2 separate regions of the Sus scrofa genome follow, and region 1 is linked to region 2. Evidence: chromatin contacts called from public promoter capture Hi-C data. All regions are on one chromosome and are shown on one strand. Each heading gives the region's core, a stretch centred on a gene start, on an enhancer-like site or on the middle of the called end of the contact. The rest is flanking DNA. Distances are from core to core; before and after follow the strand shown. Region 1 holds the start of SERPIND1 (heparin cofactor 2). Region 2 holds the start of SDF2L1 (stromal cell-derived factor 2-like protein 1).

Evidence for each region. Promoter capture Hi-C pulls out the DNA fragments that hold promoters and counts their contacts.
Region 1: a contact with region 2 is called in a promoter capture Hi-C map of liver, with 2.9 times the contacts expected there. The contact joins the promoter of SERPIND1 here to the promoter of SDF2L1 in region 2. A contact is called at or near these places in 3 of 5 promoter capture datasets (fetal liver and liver), 19 of 47 Hi-C or Micro-C datasets (alveolar macrophages, blood, brain and 11 more) and 2 of 2 datasets of contacts at active chromatin or transcription factors (alveolar macrophages and skeletal muscle).

The regions. Positions count from the first base shown.
Region 1 is chr14:50,423,078-50,429,355 of Sscrofa11.1, reverse strand. SERPIND1 (heparin cofactor 2) reads right to left here and starts at 2,235. Exons shown (of 5, transcript XM_001929566.5): 1 at 2,147-2,235. The region is part of intron 19 of PI4KA (phosphatidylinositol 4-kinase alpha); the gene reads left to right.
Region 2 is chr14:50,250,190-50,256,381 of Sscrofa11.1, reverse strand. SDF2L1 (stromal cell-derived factor 2-like protein 1) reads left to right here and starts at 4,746. Exons shown (of 3, transcript XM_001929542.5): 1 at 4,746-5,026; 2 at 5,360-5,556. The coding sequence starts at 4,840. LOC110256815 reads left to right here and starts at 522. Exons shown (of 3, transcript XM_021073687.1): 1 at 522-1,271; 2 at 2,377-2,481; 3 at 4,389-4,469. The coding sequence starts at 522. The coding sequence ends at 4,469. It overlaps LOC100154312 (coiled-coil domain-containing protein 116), which reads left to right. Exons shown (of 5, transcript XM_021074433.1): 5 at 1-523.

The DNA.
Region 1 (6,278 bases), core at 986-3,485, 180 kb before region 2:
GCACCTCCCCTCCCCATCCCCCATGTGGAGGCTCTGCCTGTCTGCCTGGAGTTCCAGCTCTGTGTCCCCGCCCAGTCCCCTCTATCCACTGCAGCACTGCTAACACAAGTCACCTCACTTGCTCTCCTGGAGAGGGACTCTCACGTGGCTTCTGACTGAAACCTCTGTTGCTTTTCCTACCCCATGCACCCCACACCTCCCCCAGCACATAGCTGAGGCCCCAGTGCTACACGTAGCCTGGGTGCAGGGACAACTTCTATCGAGTGACTGCCATAGAACCCATGGCAGGGTGCTTTAAAAAGTTAGAAAAGGGAATTCCTGTCATGGTTCAGTGGAAATGAATCTGACTAGTAACCGCGAGGATGCAGGTTTGATCCTTGGCCTCGTTCAGTGGGTTAAAGATCCCACATTGTCATGAGCTGTGGTGTAGGTCACACACTTGGCTTCGATCTGGCATTGCTGTGGCTGTGGTGTAGGCCAAGGGCTACGTCTCTGATTCGAACCGTAGCCTGGGAGCCTCCATATGCCGCAGGTATGGCCCTAAAAAGACAAAAAAAAAAAAAAAAATAGAAGGAAGTAAGCAGTTTGGTGGAAGTCTCCTTGCTAGGCTGCACTTGAAAATATTCTTCTGAGGTGAGAATAAGGTTTTAAAAAACCCAGCTGGGGAGTTCCGGTTGTGGCTCAGCGGAAACGAATCTGACTAGCCTCCATGAGGACAAGGGCTTGATCCCTGGCCTCGCTCAGTGGGTTAAGGATCCGGCGTTGCCGTGAGCTATGGTATAGGTCTCAGACGTGGCTTGGATCTGGCTTTGCTGTGGCTCTGGTGTAGGCCAGCAGCTACAGCTCTGATTCAACCCCTAGCCTGGGAACCTCCATGTGCCACAGGTGTGGCCCTAAAAAGCAAAAAAAAAAAAAAAAAAAAAAAAGTGGAATAAATAAGAGTTAAGAAAAAGGAATCTGAGACCGAATAGGGAGGCAGAGGTGAAAACAGTCATATTTTCCCCCATATTCAGATAGTACATGTGGAAGCTTCTTGTACCCTGTTTCTGGCTAAGGTGATGAAAAGCCCAAAATAGGTTTCATTGTTTCATTATTCTCTCATATTTTCTGTGGATAAAAATTAGAAATCAGAAAAGTAAATCTTTTTGTTGCTTTGCCGGTTAGTATAATAAATAGGATACTTTTTTTTTTTTTTTTGTAGTTTTGCTCTTTTTCTTTTTCTTTTTTTTCTTTTTTTGTCTTTTTTTGTCTTTTTGCTATTTCTTTGGGCCACTCCGCGGCATATGGAGGTTCCCAGGCTAGAGGTCTAATCGGAACTGTAGCCACCGGCCTACGCCAGAGCCACAGCAACGCAGGATCCAAACCGTGTCTGCAACCTACACCACAGCTCACGGCAACGCCAGATCATTAACCCACTGAGCAAGGGCAGGGACCGAACCCGCAACCTCATGGTTCCTAGTCAGATTCATTAACCATTGAGCCACGACGGGAACTCCAACAAATAGGATACTTTAAAATTATCACTAGCTTGTGTTTAAATCCAGATTACTGTCTTTGCAGAGAAGCAATCTTTTTTAAAGGTAGATCATTCAAAAAATTGTTTTTCTGGTCATTTCCTGTAGTGCCTTCTCATGCTAGTTGCGTGGAGTGGGGTGGACATCTTAGTCCCACCTCAGAGCGTTTGCCCAGCCATCCACACCTCCGGGCACAGAGCAGGTATAACAGAAGGAGCTGCCTGGGGTTGTGAACACTTTTTATGAAATAACTGCAGATTCACAGGAGAGTTGAAAGCACAGCTTACAGAACAGCCCTGTATCTTTCTGCAGACTCACCAGGTCTCTGTACACACATATGTATATGTGCCTATGTGACACGCACACATTATTTTTCTGAACCATATGAGATGACCCAGAACCCAGATATCCTCCCACTTCACCTGCTTCCCAACTTGCCACTCTAACTAGTGCAGTCCCCTCTTCCAGCCTGTCAGCTCCCCACTGGGCAGATGGAAAACAAGACATTTCCCCACAAAGATAGTGCAGAGAGCATTTGAATGTGTGTATGATGGAGAAACACACCAGTTGCCCATCTCTAACTACCACAAATAAGAATCCGTATTCGACAAAAAATGTTAGAAAACACTCACCTCTGTGCTGCTGAGAAGGGGCTTTGCAGGGACAGAATCGGCCAAGGCCACCAGTGTGAACTTTGGTGCTGGGCTGCTCTTGCATTTTCCAAAGTAAATACGTCCCAGATCAAACAGAGCTCGATCAGCTTCGTCAGCACAAAGCCCTCTCTTCGCCTTTGGGCACCGCTGGGTGACTTGCGGAGGCGTGACCATCTTTGTGGATGCACTCATGGGGCAGCCAGGACATTTCAGCTCTGGGCTGGGTTGCATTGGGGTGGCAGCTCTAATGCTCCCATGCAAGTGGAGACCACTCAGGGTCCCTTGAACCACAAGTTCTTCCTCTAAGCAATCACAGCTCTCGACTTGGAACCTGGCAGATGTCCCCAGCCTCCCATGAGCCCGGCCCTTCAGAGACAGTGGAGGGGAAGTTGCGGTAGAGACCCTGGCCCAGGCCTGCCTGCAGTCAAGGGTCGTTGCATCTCTGTTGGGATGTGCCGCCTAGCTCTCCTGTCTGTCATGTAGTCCTAGGGTCCACTTAGGTATTCCCAGGGGCCAGGGATTGTTTTATTTTTAGTTTGTGTTTTTAAATTGGTGATTTAAACGCTGCTGTAAGAATATTCTGGATGGTCAGAGTTCCTGTTGGGGTGCAGCGGAAATAAATCTGACTAGTAACCATGAGGTTGCAGGTTCAAACCCTGGCCTCACTCAGTGGGTCAAGTATCAGGTGTTGCCATGAGGTGTGGTGTAGGATATTGCGTGGCTGTGGTGTAGGCCAGCAGCTATAGCTCTGATTCAACCCCTAGCCTGGGAACCTCCATACTATGAGTTGAGCCCTAAAAAGTACAAAAAAAAATACATATATCCTGGATTGTCAAGAAGACCCCGTGTCACAGAGTTGCTCCCCACTTCTGTCCCTGAGAGTTTGGCATGTTGTCCCTAGATACCTTCTAATATGACAGGGAGGAGTTCGCTTTGTGGCATAGTCAGTTAAGAATCTGACTGCAGGAGTTCCCGTCGTGGCGCAGTGGTTAACGAATCCAACTAGGAACCATGAGGTTGCGGGTTCAACCCCTGGCCTTGCTCAGTGGGTTAAGGATCCGGTGTTGCTGTGAGCTGTGGTATAGGTTGCAGACGCGGCTTGGATACCCTGTTGCTGTGGCTCTGGCGTAGGCCGGCGGCTACAACTCTGATTCGACCCCTAGCCTGGAAACCGCCATATGCTGAGGGAGCGGCCCAAGAAATGGCAAAAAGACAAAAAGAATCCGACTGCAGTGGCTCAAGTTGCTATGGAGGTGCAGGTTCAATCCCTGGCCGGGGAACTTCTGTATGGCATGGGGAAAAAAAAACAAAATAAAATGAGAGTAGGACTCTGGGGGTCTGCAGGGGGGGCAAGGGGTCTGGAGGATTCTGGTGGGTCAAGGGCAGTTGTGTTCAGGACATGGAAAGTGTGGTTATTTGGGGCTGCTCAGAGGCACTCGGCCTGCATTGCTATCCACTCCTGGCTGGCCAGTGTCCATCTGCCCTGCTGCCCTCCTCCCTGCATGGCGGGCCCGGGCACTGGCCAAGGAGTAGCTTTCTTCAGGCCCACACTCTCCCTCTCGCCCCGGAATGAGGGCGGTGGTCAAACCCGCTATGGAAGGTAGCTGTGAAGATTGACATGACCGTGGATACTAGTTGGGTTCTTAACCCACTGAGCCACAATGGGAACTCCATTGTTTCCTAGATTTCTGTATTGGATATGCATCCAGATTTCTGATCCTATCACCCACTGTTGAAAACACTGAGTTTCACTCCTTGGTAACACTCCTGGCATGTTTGGATCTGACACCTGTCAAAAGTGTGTGGTTTTGGTCTTCCTCTAAAGCTGTACCTTCTGTCACACACAAGTCAGTGTTTTCTCTCCACTTCAAAGGTGTGCCTCAGTTAGGTATGGTTTCCAGCTTTTTATTATGACATTTAAAAATGTACAGAGTAGTTAGAAGAATTGAATGATGGACGTCCATTTCCCAGGCACCTGGATGGAAGGCTAACTGTTGTGACTCTTCTGCTTGTTTCCATGTGCATGGATGCATGCGTGTCTGTGTGTACCCACATGCTAGGGTGGCTCATGAGGTCATGAGGGCGAGTCAGGAGGGTGCGGCAGCGCTGCAGCCCTGGGCACCAGAGCGCGTCTGCAGAGGCTTCACCTGCTGCCACGCTTGGGAGAACCATGGGCCACCCCTTGCCTCTAGGCATCCAGTCTCAGGCAGCTTGCTCCCCGACTTCTTCCATGTGTCCAGGCAAGTTCACTGGCACTTTACCTCTTTTAGTCCCTTTCCTGTATAGGGGGCCAGTTAAGACCCCACACTCTCCTAGGGCCCTTGTCCAGAACCTCCGGCTCCTCTCATCTGCACAGAAATGCTCCTGCCAGGTCCTGATGCACCCAGCTATACCGCCTCTTCATCTCGGAGCTTCAGAGCTCTTCTGTGGCCTTTTCTGATCCTTCTGTCATCCTCCTTTTCTGGGGCCAGGGCAGCTCAGCTGGTGCCATGGCCATGGAGCACTTCCCAGCCTGAGCCTGGGTAGAGGGGCCAGGACGTCTGAGGGTGAGGAGTAGTCCCCAAGTCAAAGGTGGAGTTTTGTTTTGTTTGTTTTGTTTTTTTTTTTTTTGTCTTTTTGCCATTTCTTGGGCCGCTCCCGCAGCATATGGAGGTTCCCAGGCTAGGGGTCTAATCGGAGCTGTAGCTGCCAGCCTACGCCAGAGCTACAGCAACGCGGGATCCTAGCCGCGTCTGCAACCTACACCACAGCTCACGACAAGGCCAGATCCTTAACCCACTGAGCAAGGGCAGGAATTGAACCCGCAACTTCATGGTTCCCAGTCAGATCCGTTAACCCCTGCTCCATGACGGGAACTCCAAAAGGTGGAGGTTTGAGTTGCTTTCTGTCACCTATGCTGGAGCCACTTTGGACTTCCTAGCCCCTGGAGGGGGCCATTCTGGAAGCCTGGCCTTTGGCACCACCACCAGAGTCAGGTCCCTGTGTGGCACCACAGGACCTCTGAGCTACGTGGACTGGAGCACCAGGCAAGGCTGCCGTGGGACCCCGTTGTGCCTGCACCACCACCTGGGACCTCGTCCAGGCCAGCCCCCAGCCCTCTTCCTAGACCTGCTGTCCTTGGCCCCCAGCAGGCCTGGAGCTCCAGGCTTTCTGCCTGAGACACTTCCATCCCCTGCTGTCCGCCCACCCCGCATCCTTTGTACCTGCCCACTGTTCACCCAGTGCCTCTGGTCCCCACTGAGCTCCTTGTGCCTGTGGGTCTGTGGCAGTACTCTGGGATGTGCAGAACAACTTGGGGGTGGGAGGAATGGGGACTCCTGCCAACCCAGCTACCTAGAAGCAGTCATTGCTACTATGTGGCTGGTTTTTCCCCTTCTTTTTCTGTGCATGTATAAACCTATGTCATATGCATACATCTTGCACCTTTTTCAGTTGATATAGGGTCTACCGTGTCACCAAATACATTAAGAAAATATGATATTTAATATACTTTAACTTTTTTAAATGCCCCTTTAAGGTAGACGTATAGTATTTTTCTGTTTATTTTGCTGCTATAAGAAATACTGTATTTTTGTGCCTAAGTTGGTTTTTTGGGGATAGATTCTGAAAGATGGGACTTTAGGTGAAATGCTGGGGATATCTCATTTTTGGTGTGTATTTGAAATTGCTTTCCAGAAAGTTCTGTGTTGACTTACAGTCCTACCTGCCACATGTGTAGGTGCCCTCTTGCTGTGCCCACCCCCAGCAGTGGGCGTCACCCAGCCCACCTGTCACTGGCCAGCGCCTGGCCTGACCTAGCACTCATAGATCATAAGTGTTTGGACTGTAGAGCCCCACACTGCAGGCTGGTTATCATTGTGCAGGGTCTTGACCTTCCCTGGGGGCTGAAGTTCTGCTCATCCCACCAGGCCTTGTGTACAGATTTAAGCATTTCCCACACCTGAGGCACCTCTCACCTGCGGGACACAGTCAGGGTAGGGGCACAGACCCTCCAGCCCTCAGCCTCAGCCCTGCTATTGTCTGCTCCCCACCCTAGGGTTCTGCCCAAGGTCACTGCACTCCCCCCATGCACCCGCCACCACTACGGTCCTGGTTTTGGGGGCTGTGCTCC
Region 2 (6,192 bases), core at 3,497-5,996:
TAAAGGCTATTTTTTATTCTGGGTATTTTTTTTAACGTTTTGCACATAAATCTTGGAGGCCCTCCCATGCAGGGTAGGTCCTGTCCCTCGTGGACAGTAGCCTGATCCCAGGGTAGGACTCGTGGTCTAGCTCCCTCTGGTCCTTCTGCCCAGGACAGGACTCTACAGTGTGTCCTCCCTGCCCAGTGGGCATTGCTCAGGAAGGGTAAGGAGACAGAGATGGCTTCACCCTGGTGGCTCCCCAGCACAGCCCTTGACTCTGCTTTCACCCATTGAGCCCCAGGCATGCTTCCACCTCTGAGCCCTGGCCTGGGAGAGGGTGGGTGGTATAGGCTCCCACTCAGCTGATACTGTGACTGAGGTCACTGGCCTCCACCCAGGCCTGACCAGTGTGGCCAGCATGTCAACGGTGTGGTAAGTGTGTTCTGGGCCAATGCACAGGGCCTGTGCTCACCTCGCCTTCAGGAAGTCGCAGGATGTGGTAAGGCTGCACCCTGAGTGCAGCACCATGTGGGTGACCTGGAGGGTGTCTGGGTGGGAGGGTGCCCAGGGGAGCAGGAGTGGATGACATATCTGCCTTTTCCTCCCTGGCTGCCACACAGAGCCCAAGTTACACGTTCCCCAAGAAGAAGCCGCTGCCTTCCATCTTGTCCAAGTCCAGCAGTGTTTCCCACCTCTCCAACCCCTGGCAGGAGGAGCTGGTCAGCTACCTGAAGGACCAGGCCGTGTCCTTGCTCATCTATAAACACAAGTTTGAGAAGAACCTCACAGGGCAGCTGGGCTTCATCTCCTTCCCAGTCACCGAGGCACTCATGGACCTCTTCCTGGGTTTCAAGAGGGTGAAGGGCTCACGCATCCACTTGTCCTCCAAGATCAACTGGAGCTGCCTGTTGCGCCGGCTGGAGGAGGCCCAGAGCAGCCAGCAGGTGTCACAGAGGGCAACACGATGGGTGTCCCGGCCTGCATCCCAGGAAACCTCCCAGCACAACACCCCCCAGCGCAGCCCAGAGACTCCCACTGTGCAGCCTCAGTTGGCCACCAGAGCCACCAAGGTCCAGGACAAAACCACAGAACCCCACCTCGACACAGGGCTGCTGCTTACCCCACAGGAGAACGCAGTAGATGCAGGGCAGGAGCCCAGTGGGTTTCCAGAGCCCAAGGTGTCCACATCAGCTGACACTAGCGTGGCCTCCCATCTGTCCAAGCAAAAAGTGGACAAGAAGGACAAGCAGAGCATTGAGGAGGAGGTCAAAGAGGAGGAATTGGAGGAGGTGGAGGAGGAGGAGGAGGTGGAGGAGGAGGAGGAGGAGGAGGAGGTGGAGGAGGAGGAGGAGGAGGTGGAGGAGGAGGAGGTGGAGGAGGAGGAGGTGGAGGAGGTGGAGGAGGTGGAGGAGGTGGAGGAGGAGGTGGAGGAGGTGGAGGAGGTGGAGGTGGAGGAGAAGGGGGAGGAGTGGAGGAGGAGGTGGAGGAGGACGATTTCTTTGGAGACAAGGATGAGCCCCAGAGCTCCCCAGAGTCTCCACTGGAGGCCACAGGCAGCCCCTCCGCAGACTCAATTGTGGGCCCCAGTGACTCCCCGTGAAGCCCTGAGCCACACTGAGCACTCAATGTCCTGCTCCTCCACTCTGTTGGAATGCCACCCTCCCAGCTGCTGCCCTGGGCAGAGGCCAGCTTGTGCCCATGCCAAGCTTTGCTGAGCCTCTTGGGTAGCCAATGGGACCAATAAAACTTGTGTCGATGGAGCACAGTTGGTTTTCCTGTTGGAGATTTCAGCCTCCCTTTGCGCACCTGCCCCCAAGGTAGCCTTCAAGTCAGCGGAAGGCCCTCTGAGCCCCATGGCCTCACGTGCTCTGCTTGTGGCTCTCTTCCACTCCAGTCTGCATATTCCTGGCTCTTTGAGTCTCTTAGAGCTTCTGGTTCCTGCTCCCTCAGGGCCCCATGCATCATGTTCCCATTTCCCCAGGGCTGCTCCTCTGCCAGGGCCCATCTGCCCATTCCTGGGTGCCTTCCTAATTTGTAATTCCTGGCTCCGGCCCCTGAATCTTCTTCCCTGCAGGTCATGTCAGGGCTGCTGGTCAGTCAAGCTATGGATTGGCTGCCCTGGGCTTGCCATGTAACTACCCTTCCGCAGTTGTCCTGGGCAGGACAGCTCTTTCTCAAAGGGTCTGTGGGCATGGCTAGGTGCTATGGCTGGCAGTTCTCATCTCCCAGCCCTGGAGTGTCCAGCCGCTCGGTGGCCCCAGCTCAGCACCCTCCTCCCGTCTGCCTGTTCATTCCTATTCAGGCATTTTCACCCAGGCTTCAGCCCCTGGCTGCTCCTCCCCACCCCATGGGAAGGGAGCACTTGGAGGTACTCCACTCTGCCTCGCCTTGCAGGCTGCCACTTCAGGAGCCTGGTGTGGCTTGCCTCCCCTGGAGTTCGCTGAGTATGTGGAGGCCGGGCCAGCTCATCCTGGACTGACCATGCTCAGTGGCCTATGGGTGAGGACATAGCCACTGTCAGCTGCTTCTGCAGCCAGGCAGGAAGGACCCTCTATGTCACATCCATACACTGCGATTTGGCGGGGAGCACTTGCTCCATTGCCAGTCAGAGGGGCTGGTGTCCTGAGGTGGGGGATCAGGGACCCATTTTTCCACAGAGCTCTTGTAGCATGGATCTTTTACAGCACATATTTGACCTTGAGGCCACCCACTGCCCCCATCACCACCATTCAGGGCCACAATTGACTGCCATGTCACTTGGCTGCTGATTGGCCCTGTTGGCACACCCAATATCCTCTGGCTTCCAGGTGCCACTGTGTAGTCTCAAGGGAGTAGAGCACATGCCCCACCTCAGCCTCAGAGGTACACGTCTAGAGACAGTTCCTGGGGTGGGAGCAGCCCCTTTTGGGCACCACTGGCACATGATGCTAGAGACATCTCCCCGTAGCTCCTGTTTCAGGCTATGTAACAAACTGAGACTCAAGTGGCTTCAGGCAAAATCAGTGTTTGTAATGACACTGGTGTTTGACAGGCTCAGCTGGCAGTGGTAGAGCCAGAATGGCTGCTTTCAGCTGGGGTCCAGTCTATGGCTGGAACTTGCCACATGGCCTCTCCCCTTCCAGCATCTCTCTCCGTGTTGCCCCTGGCCATCCAGTGGTCCCTCTGGCCTGGGACCAGCAGGAACAGTGGCTGGCTTCCTAGAGGGAAGAAGCCAGACTGCTGGAACTTCCCAAACAGCATTTCTGCAGCATTCTCATGGTCAAAGACACTTGTGATGCCTGCCCAGGTTGGGGATGGGGGGAGGGACCCCATACTTTGAGGAGAGGAGCAGCTGGCACTTGCAAGAGTGGGAAGAATTGTTAGCAGACTTGATTGGAAACAAACTACCCCCCCCACGCGCCTGTCACTTATTACACCTTGAGTAGGGCCTGGGAATCTGAACCTGGAGACAAACCGTGGCCTCCAGGTGGAGGGTGCTGAGCACCTACCTATGAGGTGAGCTGGGGATGTGGTATACAGGAAAAGGGACATCCAGGAGGAGCCATGAGTCTCCAGAAACTACAAGTGGAGCCACATTGGCTTCCCCAACTCAGTCTTGGGGTCTCTGCTGCTATTGGAACCCTTTCTTTGCCTTCAGGGAGATTACTAACCCTGTTCTTGCCATCCCCTCATTCCCAGTGTAACAGGAAACCATTGGTAGCTTTCAGCAGACACCTGGCATGATCCAATTTATGATTTTTAAGGCACAAACCACTTTCCTGTGTAGAAAATGTCTTGGAGGGGCCTGAGTTATCAGAAGCAGGGAACTCTTCTAGGAGGTGGTGGTAGATGTGGAGGGGTGGGAGGCGCCTTGTATTAGGGTGGTGAGGGTGCTGGGGTTGGGGCAGGAGAGATGCCTCACAGCCTGATTTGGAGTCAGAGCCATCTAGACGGGGTGAATTGAAAGACTTGGAGTGAAGTCAACGTAGGAATGTTCCACAAATGAATAAATAGTGGTGTAAGTTTCTCCCCTTGAAGACTGAGCCCACAGACCTCTGAGAAGGCTATGGGTCTGAAGCCCTGGACGCAAAGTAACCGAGGCTTGGTCCCCAGTTACTTGGTCTCCCTCTGCTCTTGTTTCCTAAGACAGCTTGGTGGTGCTTTCTGGGGACCACCTGCCACTATCCTCTACACCACAGCTCCCTCTGCTGCCCAGCGGCCTAATGACCATGAGATTCTGCCCTGGAAGGGGTCAGTGAGTGGCCAAGGAATTCAGAAACTCCAGGGTCCAGGAACTGAGGTGACCCAATGCAGGAGAAGGGGTAAAGACCAAGCGACTGGGGAACCAGTCCATCCTGGGGTCCAGGGACTGAAGGACCAGGTGACTGAGTTTTTGAGATGTGTCCACTTGTGACCACGTAATCCAGTGGTCGAGCAACATCAAGACCCTGCAGCTGCGGGACTTAGGGCCCAAGGAAGACACCATGATTGAGGTCCTGGGGATCTAGGGCCAAGGACCTTCGTGAAGAGGCGAACCAGGTGTTCTGGGGCCCAGAGGCCACGGGAGGGCCGCCCTCACCTGCAGAGCGAGCCACCAGCTCTCTCCGCTCGGCACCGCCCCAGTCTTCCCTTGATACTCATTGGTGAGTCCTCGGAAGCGTGGACCAATCATAACCCTCCTCGTGTCTCCAACCCCCTCCCCGCCGCGTCTCTCGAAAGCTGGGGGCGGGTCCCTTCCACAAGGACTCAATAACAGTGCAGGCGGAGCGCCGTGCAGGCCGGCGATTGGCTACCGTGGTGGGCTCTGTCAGAGCCCGATTGGCCGGCAGCGGAGACGGAAGCGTCCACGGGCCGAGTTGCCAGAGCCCGGCCGGGGCGATGTGGAGCGCGGGTTGCCGGCGAGCTGCCGGACCGGCGCTGCTGGGGCTGCTGCTAGCGCTCTTGGTGCCGGGCAGCGGTGCCGCCAAGACCGGCTCGGGCCTCGTGACCTGTGGGTCGGTGCTGAAGCTGCTCAACACGCAGCACCGGGTGCGGCTGCATTCGCACGACATCAAATACGGATCCGGTGCGCGGGCTGGGGCTGCGGCATCCGGGCAGTAGCGGCCAGGGGTGGGGGTCTGACAGAGGTGGGGCGGGGGTCTGCCGGCCAGGGGTCTGGGAATCATCAGGGACTGAAGGAGTTGCGGACCAAGGGGCAGAGTCTGGCTGTTTGACGGGGTGGTCGCGATGTCATTCGGGAGCTTCGGACCAGGTGACTTGAGTCCCGCCCGGGCGGGAGGGGCTGAGGGAGCCACTGGGTCCCAGGGTTGAGCTTGTCCGGGAGAAATGATGGTGTCCTTGCCGAGGGTCAGAGTTGTCGCGTTGACGGCAACCCCGGGGGTGGGGTATCTCCCCCTAGGCAGCGGCCAGCAGTCGGTGACCGGCGTGGAGGCGTCCGACGACGCCAACAGCTACTGGCAAATCCGCGGCGGCTCGGAGGGCGGGTGTCCGCGCGGGTCTCCGGTGCGCTGCGGGCAGACGGTTCGGCTGACTCACGTGCTCACCGGCAAGAACCTGCACACGCACCACTTCCCTTCGCCGCTGTCCAACAACCAGGTGAGCCCCTGGAGTATATGTGAGGGGCCGGGCGCCGGCTCTGAGCCTCGACTTCCTCTGTGGAACGGGAATTTCAAATCAGAAGTGTTTGTTGAGCGCCCCCTCTGGGGACACCGAGGTGACTGCATGCGTCAGGGTCCTGTCCCCTGGAGCTCTCTGCCCAGGCAGAAAGAGCCATCTAGCTAGACAGTGCCATCCCTGAGGGGCAATCCGACAGCGGAGGAGGAGAATCCACTATGGCCACTGGAGTGAGGAATGGAAACCCTCCAGGGGAGGGGGAACTCAGGCTGGGCCTGGAAGGAGGAGGAGCCCCCCAGGCCACAGAGAGGAGAGTGTCTCTGAGGCCTAAGGAAGAGCTTGCATGTGGAGTTCATTGGAACTGGGTGGGAGGTGGGGCTGGAACAGAGGATGCTTTTGGACGGTTATCAGAAGAGAAAGTAGATTAATAGAACCTTAATCTTAAGCCCAGCCTGAGGTGTGGGCTTTATGCTGAGTGAGGGTCAGAGGGATTAGAACAGGAGGAACATGGAGGAGCGAGGAGAAGGTCTTGGCCCTGTGGGGGCCTGTGGTCGCTGCCCAGATGAGGTGGGATGTGCTGGTGTTTGAAAAATTTACGGAGGTGGGGGGTGGGGGGCT